2 separate regions of the Mus musculus genome follow, and region 2 is linked to region 1. Evidence: chromatin contacts called from public HiChIP or PLAC-seq data. All regions are on one chromosome and are shown on one strand. Each heading gives the region's core, a stretch centred on a gene start, on an enhancer-like site or on the middle of the called end of the contact. The rest is flanking DNA. Distances are from core to core; before and after follow the strand shown.

What was found. HiChIP or PLAC-seq counts read pairs in DNA pulled down with a chosen protein or histone mark.
Region 2: a contact with region 1 is called in an H3K27ac HiChIP or PLAC-seq map of embryonic stem cells, with 6 times the contacts expected there. The contact joins two enhancer-like sites. A contact is called at or near these places in 6 of 15 datasets of contacts at CTCF or cohesin (CD8 T cells, the NIH/3T3 cell line, embryonic stem cells and 2 more), 21 of 484 Hi-C or Micro-C datasets (the Ba/F3 cell line, the G1E-ER4 cell line, bone marrow-derived macrophages and 7 more) and 37 of 115 datasets of contacts at active chromatin or transcription factors (the 230-238 cell line, bone marrow-derived macrophages, cardiomyocytes and 16 more).

The regions. Positions count from the first base shown.
Region 1 is chr4:130,517,562-130,523,857 of GRCm38.p6, reverse strand. No RefSeq gene overlaps it. Among named protein-coding and RNA genes, the nearest start is that of Nkain1, 53 kb to the left of the region's middle. Within about 2 kb of position 3,482, at least 295 of the 459 cell types and tissues checked have an H3K27ac peak or open chromatin away from gene starts, as enhancers often do. A contact at or near this core is called in embryonic stem cells, epiblast stem cells and trophoblast stem cells, where this site is marked.
Region 2 is chr4:130,636,055-130,642,350 of GRCm38.p6, reverse strand. No RefSeq gene overlaps it. Among named protein-coding and RNA genes, the nearest start is that of Pum1, 24 kb to the left of the region's middle. Within about 2 kb of position 4,095, at least 68 of the 459 cell types and tissues checked have an H3K27ac peak or open chromatin away from gene starts, as enhancers often do. A contact at or near this core is called in embryonic stem cells, epiblast stem cells and trophoblast stem cells, where this site is marked.

The sequences.
Region 1 (6,296 bases), core at 2,233-4,732:
CAGTTTGAAACCCACTGACAGAGAGTTCCAAGACAGCCAGAGCTACATAGAAAAACCCCATATCAAAAAATACAAAATAGCCGGGTGATGGTGGCGCACGCCTTTAGTCCCAGCACTCGGAAGGCAGAGGCAGGCGGATTTCTGAGTTTGAGGCCAGCCTGGTCTACAAAGTGAGTTCCAGGACAGCCAGGGCTATACAGAGAAACCCTGTCTCAAAAAAACAAAACAAAAAAAACAAAATATAATTGAGGCGAGGAAAGATTATAAATTGTTAACTTACTGCCCATTGCCCACATTCCATTTTTAAACATTTTTCTTACATTTTATTTATCTATTTTGTGTGTACTGGGTAGGAGTAATTGCATGTCTACCATGGTGTGCCTATGGAGGACAGAAGATAACTTTTAATTTTTTGAGGCAGATGTGTAGCCCTGGTTGTCTCGGAACTCAGAGATTCACCTGCCTCTGCCTCTCATGGGCTTGGATTAGAGGGGTTTATCACCACTCATGACCAGAAGACGTTTGGCAGTGTGTTTCTTCTTCCATAATGGAGACCAGTGTTTTTTGAAGCAAGCACTTTCATTGGCTGAACCATTTCACTGATCTACCTCCCCACACCCCAGACACAGGGTCTCTTGGTATCATGTAGCCTAGGCTGGTCTCGAACTTCTAATCCTCCTCCTTCTATCTCATAAGTGCTGCGATTACACTCTTGGGCTACCTCACTCACCTTATGCAGTGCTGGAAACTGAAGCCAGGGACTTGTGCTGACGGAGCTGCATTCCAGCCTCTCAGCCCCTCCACCTAAGCCCTGAATTAGATGGAATCCTTCTGTCCCAGCTTCCCAAGTGGTGAAAGTAAAGATGTGGGCCCCTATACCCAGTTCTCTGCTTGCTTGCTTGCTTGCTTGCTTGCTTCTTTCCTTCCTTTTTTTCCTCTCCCTCCTTCCCTTCCTTCCTTTGGCAGGGTTTGCTGTCCTGTTCAGGCTCTCTTGAACTCCTGGGTCTAAGCATTGAACCTGGACCATAAGCATGTGTCATCACAGCTCCAAATTCTTAGGCAATGTCTTCCCAATCATTGAGAGTTATCCAGCCTTCAAAAATGCTAAAAATCTGGGCTGAAGCAATGGCTCAGCAGTTAAGAGCACTTGCTGGTCTTGCAGAGGACTTGAGTTAGGTTCCCAGCATACACATGGCTGCTCATAGTTTCAGGGGATCCAGTGCCCTCTTCTGACCTCCTTGGGCACCAGGAACACACATGGTGCAGATATGCATGTAAGCAGAGCATTCATGCATAAGAGAGTAAATACATCTTTTTTAACCAAAAAAAAATGTGCATATATACTGAAAACTGGGAGTGGGCGCCATGGTACATTCCTTTAATCCCAGCACTCGGAAGGCAGAGATAAGGGGATCTCTGTGAGTTCAAGGGCAGCCTGGTCTACACAGTGAGTTCCAGGACAGCCAGGGCTAAACAGTGGAATCCTGTCCTGATAAAACAATAACAAAAAAACAACCAATCAAACAAAAGAAGATAAAAAGTAAAGAACGGTTTGGTTGGGGATCTTAGGCCCTGGATAAATCCTGGTTGGACTGTACAAAGCTGTGCTGATATGGCCATGTCACCACATGAACTCCTCAGAGACATAGCTGTGAGACAGAGAGAAGGAACATTAGTCCCCAAAGCCAGAACCAACAAGCTTTGCAATTGTTCCATTGCAAACTGTCTCTGTGGCCTGGGCCTGTGTTTCTGATTCCCTGCTGGTCCTGCCTTAAGTGCTGGCTGCATTTCATACTCAGTTGAGACCCAGCAGCGTTTCCTACCTGCCCAGGTACTGTTGACTTGGGATCTTCATCCTATGTAATACCCTACATACATCTTTGTCTGTCTTCATGTGCTATTCACGGAGAGCAGGCCCACAGTGGCCCTGGGACCTAGCTGTGAAAAGAACTGCTGCCAGAAGTCAAGAGTCAGGTAGTGGGGAGCACTCGGGAGGCAAGAGGCAGAGACAGGCAGATCTCTGTGAGTACGAGGCCAGCCTCAACTACAGAGCAATTTTCAGGACAGCCGGGGCTGCTACGGAGAAAAGGGGGAAAAAGTTACCACGTACTCTCAGAGTGCCAAGCTAATGTCCTTCGGTCTTCCGCAGTGACCCTGTAGGGTGGTTTGAATAGGAATGACCTTCACAGACTGCAGAATATTGATGTGTTTGAGTACTCAGCCATAGGGAGTGGCACCCTTAGGAGGTATGGCCTTGTTAGAGGATGCATGTGTCACTGTGGAGATGGTCATATAGGCTCAGTGTATGCCAGTGGGGCACAGTCTCCTGCTGCTTGGCTCCTCCAGCAGCATGTCTGCCTGCACACTGCCATGCTTCTCACCATGACAATAATGGACTAAACCTCTAAGCTGTAAGCCAGCCACAAGTAAAGGTTTCCTTTTATGAGAGATGCCATTCCGTGGTCATGGTAAATCTTCCCAGCAATGAAACCTTAACCAAGACACTTTGTGAAGCAACTGCTATGTATATTTCCCCTCGTAGAGAAAGGAAAAGAAACCCAGGCATAATGATGTGGGTGGTAAAGTTCTTGGGAGGATAAATCCTGTTATATTTTCATATGTACACAGTTTCGGGGCTGGAGAGATAGCTCCCGGGTTGAGAGCACACTGGCTGCTCTTGCAGAGGATCCGATTTTGGTACCCAGAACCACATCAGGCAAATCACTGTTAGAGCTGCCTGTAACTCCAGCTCCAGAAGACCCAATGATTCTGACCTCTGTGGACACTTCAACTCACTTACATAGCCCACAAATAGAGACATACTTAAAAATTAAAAATAATAAAATAGATTTTAAAGGATATAGTTCTACATGAGACCTTGAATACTCTAGGACTCATTTGCCTGGCTTTCTTTTCCTTTCTATAGGAGGGGAAGTATACATAGCAGTTGCTTCACAAAGTGTCCTGTTAAATGTTTCATTGCTGTGAAGATTCACCATGACCGCGGCAACTCTTAAAAAAGAAAACACACTACATGGCACCCAGGACCCTAGTGCGGCCTGCAGGGCAGCAGGGCTGCTGCGGAGCTTGCTACCAGACTCCTCCAGGCCATCTGCTTGCTCGGTCTTCCCTCCCGCCCTTCCCCCACTTAGAGGACCTTGCCGCTCCCAGCCTTGGTTTTGCCCATCCCGCCAATTTTCTTCCCTCCAAGTCCATGCCTCCTTAGGGCAGAGGTCTAAAACTCCCGCCCATCTCTGCCTTCTGAGACAGAACACCACCTTCCAAAAACCTCTCTCAACCTCTCTTGGGGCCCCACCCTAGCTCCTCTTCTAGAAAAGAAGCAAACCTGCCTCATCTACCTCGGTTCCGCCCCTAGATAGGCCCCGCCCATCCGTTGCTCATCGCCACGCCCCTAGACGGGCCCCTGCCCCCACTATCCAATGCACTCGCTAGCTCGCTAGGCTCCGCCTTTTGGACCCGCCCACGACCGGCTCCTCCTAGACCCGCCCCCTGTGCTTCTCCAGCTCCTCCTGGCTCAGCCCCACCTAGACCCCACCCCGCTTCTTCTTTGTTCCCACTGGGAGCGGCTCCTTTTCGGGGAAATGAGGATTTCTTTCAGCTTGGCGGGTCTGAAGTCCAGTTCTCGCTGGTTCCGGGACGCCCGGGCATGCTCGGTGTAAGAGGTGTGTGAGGGCGCTGGGCCAGGCCTTCCTTTGTTCCCGACAACATTCACTAGAATGCCCAGCCCTCCTACCTGTGGAGTCCGGATTATGCAGCAAGGAAACTGATCGCCTTGTGACCCCTGGCCTGGGCCACCTGCTTCTTGCTGCAGGTGGGAGCAGAGAATTCTGTCCCGGTACGGATCGGAAGGGTACCCAGTGTGCTGGCTGCCGGCTCCTGCCTTCACATGATCTCCATAGAAAAAGCGAACTCCCGCCCCACGCCCCCACCATGTCCCTCAGTCCACCTCTTTCTTCTCTCACTGCCCAATTTATGTCCGGTCCTTGTCTCACCTCCTGTCTTTGATTTCTCAGACACAGCCACACCCTTACCTTCAGGTTTGCTTCTGAAATAATCCCTTAAGGGATTTTTCCAATTACTGTTTTAACAATCGAGCCATAATTGGATGGGAAAAAAAGGCTCTGCGATTAAAAGCACTTGCTGCTCTGGCGAAGAAGCCTAGTTCGGTTCCCAGTACTCATGTTACAGGCTCAGAACACGATTCCGTGAGTTTTCCCCTCCCGGGGAACTTTGTAACTTAGTTTCTCATTTTTATTTCTAATGTCTGAGGTGTTGGGGTTCATACCTTATGGATTTATGGATTGGGGTAAGGACTCCCATCACTGAGGTACATCCTAGCCCCGTTTTTCTTCACTTTGTGCATTCTCTATCAGGGGTGGGGAGGAAGCCAGAAGCGGTGTCAGGTTCCCTAAAATAAGTTACAGACACTTGTGAACTACTATGTGGATGCTGAAAATCAAACCCTGGTCTTCTGCAAGAGCAGTAAGTGTTCCTTTTTTTTTTTTTAATTTATTTTATGCATGTGAGTACACTGTAGCTGTCTTCAGACACACCAGAAGAGGGCATCAGATCCCATTACAGATGTTTGTGAGCCACCATGTGGTTGCTGGGAATTGAACTCAGGACCTCTGGAAGATCAGTCAGTGCTCTTACTAGGCTGAGCCATCTCTCCAGCCCCTATTCCTGTTTTTAAAGTTTAATTAATGCATTGTCCATGCCTGTTTGTGGGGTGCAGTGATATCTCAGTGTACATGTATAAAATATATCATGAGTTTTATAAATTTTTACAAGTGAAACTTCCTATAATTCGTGCCCTTATAAAAATACAGGAAGCCGGGCGTGGTGGTGCACGCCTTTAATCCCAGCACTGGGTAGGCAGAGGCAGGCGGATTTCTGAGTTTGAGGCCAGCCTGGTCTACAAAGTGAGTTCCAGGACAGCCAGGGCTATACAGAGAAACCCTGTCTCGAAAAAAAAAAAAAAAAAAAAAAAAACAGGAAAAATGTCCCCCAAATTAGAGTAAATAAATAAATTACTGGGGGCTGGAGAGATGTTCAGTGGATAAGAGCACTGGCTGCTCTTCCAGAGGACTGCAGTTTGATTCTCAGCTGCCCACATGGTGGTTCATGCCACTGTCTTTAGTTCTAGTTCCAGGGGATCTGATATACTCTTCTGGCCTTCTGGGCACTCTGCGTATGTTGTACACACACATAAACACCCATCCACATAAATAAAATGGAGCTTTGGGGTCCCTTTCCAGTGACTGTGCACCTCCATCCCCAGCTACTCCTCCAATAACTGTCACCATAGGGAAGGTGATTTTTATTTTATTTTATTTTATTTTATTTTTACATGTTTTGAGACAGAGTTTCTTTTTTTTTTTTCCATTTTTTATTAGGTATTTAGCTCATTTACATTGAGACAGAGTTTCTAACCCTCACTGTCCTGGAACTCACCATGCATGTAGTTCAAAGTGGTCTTAAACTCATAGAGCCTACCTCCAGAATGCTGGGATTAAAAGTGTGTATCATGCCGGGCATGGTGGTGCACGCCTTTAATCCCAGCACTCGGAAGGCAGGCAGATTTCTGAGTTCGAGGCCAGCCTGATCTACAAAGTGAGTTCCAGGACAGCCAGAACTATACAGAGAAACCCTGTCTCAGAAAAAAACAAAACAAAACAAAAAAAAGTGTGTATCACCAGAAAAAAAAAAAATCTGGGCAGTGATGGCACACACCTTTAATCCCAGCACTTGGGAGGCAGAGGCAGGCAGATTTCTGAGTTCGAGGCCAGCCTGGTCTACAGAGTGAGTTCCAGGACAGCCAGAACTACACAGAAAAACCCTGTCTCAAATAAATAAATAGATAGATAGATAGATAGATAGATAGATAGATAGATAGATAGATAGATAGATAGATAAATAAATGGAAAAGAAAAGAAAGAAAAAGGGAAAGAAAAGGGTGTGTTATCATACCCAGCAAGGTTGGTTTTTATTTTGTTTTTGTTTGTTTGTTGGGTTTGGTTCTCTTTTGTTTTTTGTTTTGTTTTGTTTTGTTTTCTTGGTTTTTCAAGACAGGGTTTCTCTGTGTAGCCCTGGCTGTCCTGGAACTCAATGTATATGTAGACCAGGCTGGCCTCCTGAGTGCTGAGTGCTGATATTAGATATGTTCACCACCACAGCCCTTCTTCAAGTTGTATCTTAATATAAATGAAAAGGCAGATGTCTTAGTTTGGTATGGGAGTGAATGCCTGGAGCTCCATTTGGTGGTAGCCAAAGCA
Region 2 (6,296 bases), core at 2,846-5,345, 120 kb before region 1:
TCAGTGGGTAAGAGCACCCGACTGCTCTTCCGAAGGTCAGGAGTTCAAATCCCAGCAACCACATGGTGGCTCACAACCATCCGTAACAGAGATCTGACTCCTTCTTCTGGAGTGTCTGAAGACAGCTACAGTGTACTTACATATAATAAATAAATAAATCTTAAAAAAAAAAAAAAAAAGCTTAGTCCGGCCGGGCATGGTGGCGCACGCCCCAGGAGGCAGAGGCAGGCGGATTTCTGAGTTCGAGGCCAGCCTGGCCTACAAAGTGAGTTCCAGCCAGGGCTATACAGAGAAACCCTGTCTCGAAAAAAACCAAAAAAAAAAAAAAAAAAAAAAAAAAAGAAACTGTCTTGAGAGTTAACAATTACCAGGTACTCCTTGTGACACCTGTGACTTTGTACTTCCTTGTGACTCTTATCTGGTATTTTTGGTATTTTCCAACAACGCCCTTCCCACCTCCTTGAGTTGTGGTTTTTTCCTTTAAATACCCCCTTACTCAGCTACTCGGGGCGCCATGGTCCTCTACCCCTGCGTGGTGTATGACCATGGGCCCGAGAGCGCTCTTGAATAAAAATCCTCTTGCAATTTGCAGCAAGACCGTTTCTCATTGGTGATTTTGGGGTGTCGCCTCTCCTGAGTCAGAACGTGGGGGAGTCCTCACGTTGTGGGTCTTTCAATCCTCTTGCCTTGGGCTTCCTGTTTCTGGGGTAACAGTCATGTAGTCCCCTGTCAAGCTACTTTCTTTTTTTTTTTTTTTTGGTTTTTCAAGACAGGGTTTCTCTGTGTAGCCCTGGCTGTCCTGGAACTCACTCTGTAGACCAGGCTGGCCTCGAACTCAGAAATCCGCCTACCTCTGCCTCCCGAGTGCTGGGATTAAAGGCGTGCGCCACCACGCCCGGCGCAAGCTACTTTCTTTAAGGATCAAAGCCAAAGTCTTGTGTACACCAGACAAGCATTCTCCCATTGGGCTACATCCCCAGCCCATTTTTCACTTTTATTTAAGACATAGTCTTGCTGAGCTCCCCCAGGCTGGTCTGGAACTTGCAATTCTCCTGCCTCAGGTCTGTCATAGCTGGGATTACAATTATGCACCACCAGGTCCAAATCTTTTGCTGTTTAAACAAAGATGATAGGCAAGAACTGGAGAGATTGCTCATCAGTTAAGAGCACACAGTGGGGAGACAGTGGAGCACACACTGCTCTTACAGAGGACCTGAGTTAGGTTCCCAGTACCCACATCAAGCAGTTCACAGCAGCCTGTAACTCCAGCTCCAAGGGATCTGACATTCCTGTTTTTGGTCTCTAAGGGCACCTGCACTCACATACACATACCCATAATTAACCATAAAATACATCTTTAAAAAAAAAAATCTCAGGAGGCCATTATTTGGAATGGCTTCTGCACTAGGCCCTGACAGACTAGGCCAGACCAAAATGGAGTAACTCAAGCCTTGTGCCACAAAATCACAGGGAAGCTCTCACGAAGCAGATATTTTCCAAAACAGACTGCTTGTCCCTCAAAACAGGAGATGCCAGTCCACTTGAGTCAGCACAATAAGGAACTCCCAGGTTTAACCATTACCAAAAATAGCACAAACTAATCAGCATTTTTATTGTTTTGTTTCTTTGCTCCCATCTTACAAAACTTACTGTTTTCCCAGTCTGAACTCTCAGACCAACTCGCAGAATAAAAGCCAATTTGATCTATGACCAAGTTTGTTGCAATTTTGCCCTTTGATATAACCAGAGAACCTCAGCCAACATTCCCTGCCTTCCCATTGCCCCGGGGACACAGGTCAGAAAGCTCAGCCTGGGCTCCTGGCTCTGTACCCATGCCAACCTCTGGGCCTCCCAGTTTCTCCTCCAGTTCATGTTTTGCCACCTCTCCCTGAGCCCCCCAAGGCGTCTCAGTCTCCTCATCAGGACTGTCCTCTTCCCCCTCCAGGACAACCTGCCCTCCCTCACACCCCGTGCCACTGGGCTTTTCCAGCCGGGTGAGGCTTTCCCCCTCCCTCGGACTTACTTAAACTCTCTGCAAGACTTGGGACAGGCCCCAAAGGCCAAGATCACCTTGTGATTAAATTGCCATTGTCTCCATTAAGAACAAAGATAGAGTACGCAGGGGTGGAGGTGGGGCGGGGGTGGGGCTGCCTGTAATTCCAGCATTTAGGAGGCCTTGGCAAGATCAAGGTCATCCTTGGTTCAGTGTGAGGTCAGCTTGACTACCTAAGACCCTGTCTCAAAAACAAAAAACAACACAACACCACAGGACACAGCACAATACAACGACAACCAAACCTGTTAAAGCCCTGCAACATTTCAGAAGAGTCCTTGTAGAGTGTGTGTTTAGTACCTGTGAAGTCCTGGGATGTTTAACCCCTAACACTGTAGAACAGGAGAGAAAAGTATTTTGGGAATCAGATAATGGAGCTCAATTGGTCTTGTACTTGGCGGAGCACACACAAGGCCATGGGCTGATCCCCAGTTCTGAATAAGCCAGGTATGGTGACACATGCCTACACTCACAGCTCTTGGTAGTTGGAGAAAAAGACTATCAAAAGTTTAAGATCATCTCTGGCGAGTAGAGTCTGGGGACAAGCTGGGCTAAATGAGAAACACACAGGCACACACACGTGCACACACGTGTATACACACATACACAGAGCCAAGCTTCATGAGCATATGTGTTTTAAACACTTACCTTTATTTTACTTGCCTGTGTGTTTATCTGTGCACCACTAATGTGCCTAGATAGGTTTGTCTTTAATCCCAGCGTTTGGGAGGCACAGGCAGTCAGATCTCTATGAGTTCAAAACCAGCCCGCTTTACGTAAATTCAGTGGGAGATCATCTTGGCCAGAGGGCCACATGCCTTTAATCCCAGCCCTCCAGAGGCAGAGCCAGCTTGGTCTACAGAGCAAGTTCCAGGCCAGGTAGTTGCTTTCCTTGCCTTTCTCCCCCAGCCAAGTTCTTGAAGTTAATCTAGGCAGTGGGTGAGTGAATACTTTTGCTGGAGATGAATCTGGGCTTCACATCTGCCAACCGAGTGTGAGGCCTCTGAGCTACCCCATCCAAACTCCCCTCATCAGAGGAAAGTGAGAGCCCCAGCTAGGTCCTTGGGAGTCTTTCTGCCAAATCTAGAGGGCCTTCGTGGGGCCAGGTGGACTTTTTGCTCAAGGTGTGGTTCATAAAGTCCTTTCCCATAACAGCAGAGGAACAAACTAGCTCCTGTCCTGGCCTCTGATGCAGCCACCCTTGCAAGGGAGCCAGGCCTAAGCCTCACCCTATACCATGCCTTCTCTGTGATAAATGGCCAAGGGAACGAGGGGCCTCAAGGGACAAGCACAGTCACACATGGGTCTCTTCCTAAAGCCAAATACTACAGGCGTCTTGGAACCCAGAGGAAGAACAAACTGTCAGCAGAGGTATGTAGCTCTCCCCTCCCCTGAGCTGTTGCCAAGTGCCTCTGTGCACACACACACACACACACACACGCACACACGCACACACGCACACACGCACACACGCACACACGCACACACGCAGGATCGCCTTAAGTGCAGACCCTGCCATGCCCTGTATGGATCTTGGCTACTACGGGGGTTGGCAGTTCACATGGGGGACAAGCTAGGACTTTGCCTCTTTCCTAACTATTCCCAACTTTTAATTTACTAATGTATTAATTTATTTATTAAGAGGTGTGAGGCCGGGCATGGTGGCGCATGCCTTTAATCCCAGCACTTGGGAGGCAGAGGCAGGCAGATTTCTCAGTTCGAGGCCAGCCTGGTCTACAGAGTGAGTTCCAGGACAGCCAGGGCTATGCAGAGAAACCCTGTCTCAAAAAACCCAAAAAGAAAAGAAAAAAAAAAAAGGTGTGATGAGTGTGCAACATGTGTGTTTGCAGGTTTAATGTAAAGTATAAGGAGGCCAGAGGTCGAAGCCAGTATGTAGACCTGGCTGGGCCTTGAACTTACAGTAATCCTCCTGCCTCTGCTTTCTGAATGCAGGGATTAGTTTTGCTTCCTTGAGACAGGCTATACTGGTCAGGCTGTCCTCAGATTCCTGGCCTCAGGTGACTCATCTGCTTCCCCAGTGGCTGGAGTGATTGGTGCATTCCACTATGCCCAGCCCTTCTGTGCTCTGTTTTCCTTGTTCTTGTTATTGTGTGTGATGCTTCGGATCAAACTCAAGGCCTCTCTAGAGGATACCCAGGGAAGCTCAAGTTGTCATCCGGTGAATTTGTTTTCATTTGCTTGTTTTGGGAATTGTGTTAAAAATCACATTATTTATTTATTTATTTATTTAGTCTTGTTCTGGGGTGTGTGTGTGTGTGCACACACACAGGAGCACATGCAGGCTTGACAGTGTAGGTCAAAGGACAACTTGCACGATTCCCTTCTCTCCTTCCATCACGTGGCTTCCAAGGCATCAGTTTCCAGGGCACCTTTAAATGCTGAGTCACCTCACCTGCTCCATTTGTGTTTGACATAGGATTAGTCTAGGCCATGCAGCCTTTGAACTTCCCAGCCTCCTGCCTGAGCCTCCTGAGTGTTGGAACTGCAAGCCTGTGCCCAGAAGCCTAGCTCTGAGTTTATATTAATAAACACTGGGCTTCTTTGAGGTAGATCGCTTACCTAAGCTGTGGCTCCCACAACCTTCATCTGTCTTTGAACCTGCATCATGTGACTTTAGCTTTATTGTTTTGTTTTTCCCCTCTCTATGGAACACTTTAGTCTTTTTTTTTTTTTTTTTTTTTTTTTTTTGGTTTTTCGAGACAGGGTTTCTCTGTGTAGCCCTGGCTGTCCTGGAACTCACTTTGTAGACCAGGCTGGCCTCGAACTCAGAAATCCGCCTGCCTCTGCCTCCCAAGTGCTGGGATTAAAGGTGTGAGCCATCGGGCTGGTGAGATGGCTCAGCGGGTAAGAGCACTGACTGCTCTTCCAAAGGCCCTGAGTTCAAATCCCAGCAACCACATGGTGGCTCACAACCATCTGCAATGATATCCGATGCTCCGATGCCCTCTTCTGGTGTGTCTGAAGACAGCTACAGTGTACCTACATATAACAATAAATAAATCTTTAAAAAAAAAAAAAAAAAAAAAAAAAGGTGTGAGCCATCACGCCCGGCCACTTTAGTCTTTTACATTATAGTTGGGTTTTCATCCCGAGGAACCCATCAACTTATCAAGTTTGCTTTTGAGATGTGGTCTCATTATGTAGTCCTGGCTGGCCTGGACTTACCTGTGTGGACCAAGATGGTTCCAGAACCTTTAGCCTTCTTCCTGCCTTCCCAATAGTGTGTGCCACTTCACCAAGATCTCCTGTGATAAACCTATTATCTTCTTGAACTTTGATGCCTGAAGGTTTAGCATTCCTGTGTGGAATCTGGGCTCCCCCAGGGCATGGATCAGGCCGGCAGAGCACCTGTCCCAGTCTCTTACCCCATGACATCACTGATTTTTCCAGCTGCAGAGGTCGATAGACTGAGCCATGATGGAGCAGAGAGTTCCTGATAACCGTGCAGAATATCCCTGCTGGCCATGGGAAAGGACCTGTGCAGCTGTCTTCACTCACAGCAAGCATGGCTCCTTCTCCCATGCCCCGACCACAACTACCTCGAAATTAGGGAATGGTAGACCCTGTCACCTGCTCCCGATGACACTCTGTTCCCACAGAGCAAATGGATTCTGTCCAGTGGCTCTCACGAGGAACTTGCATGGTGTGTGGATGCCCTGGGCAGCTCCAGTTCTCTGCAGGGACGATTATTCAGTGAGCATATTGGGAGCAGGGCATTTCCTATTAGTACTGAGTTCTTTGTTTGTTTGTTTGTTTGTAATATATTTATTAACATATTTTATTCCTTTTTATATGTCAGTACACTGTCAGTGTCTTCAGACACACCAGAAGAGGGCATCAGATCTCATTACAGATGGTTGTGAGCCACCATGTGGTTGCTGGGATTTGAACTCACGACCTTTGGAAGAGCAGCCGGTGCTCTTAATCACTGAGCCATCTCTCCAGCCCTATTCCATTTGTTTACATCTCAAATGATATCCCACTTCCTGGTTACCCCCTCCACCAACCACCCCATCCCACATCTGCCCTATCCTCTCCCTTTTGCCTGTATGAGTGTGCTCTCCCACTCACCTACACTCTCCCGCTCCACTAAAAATTTTTATTTCTGTGCCTGTTTCGTGTCTGCAGGTGTCCATATACATTTGGATCCTTGCGACACAAGAGTCCAGTGGACCACCCCCACCTCCCAAGCTGGAGTCACAGGCCACCTAACGTGTGCTGG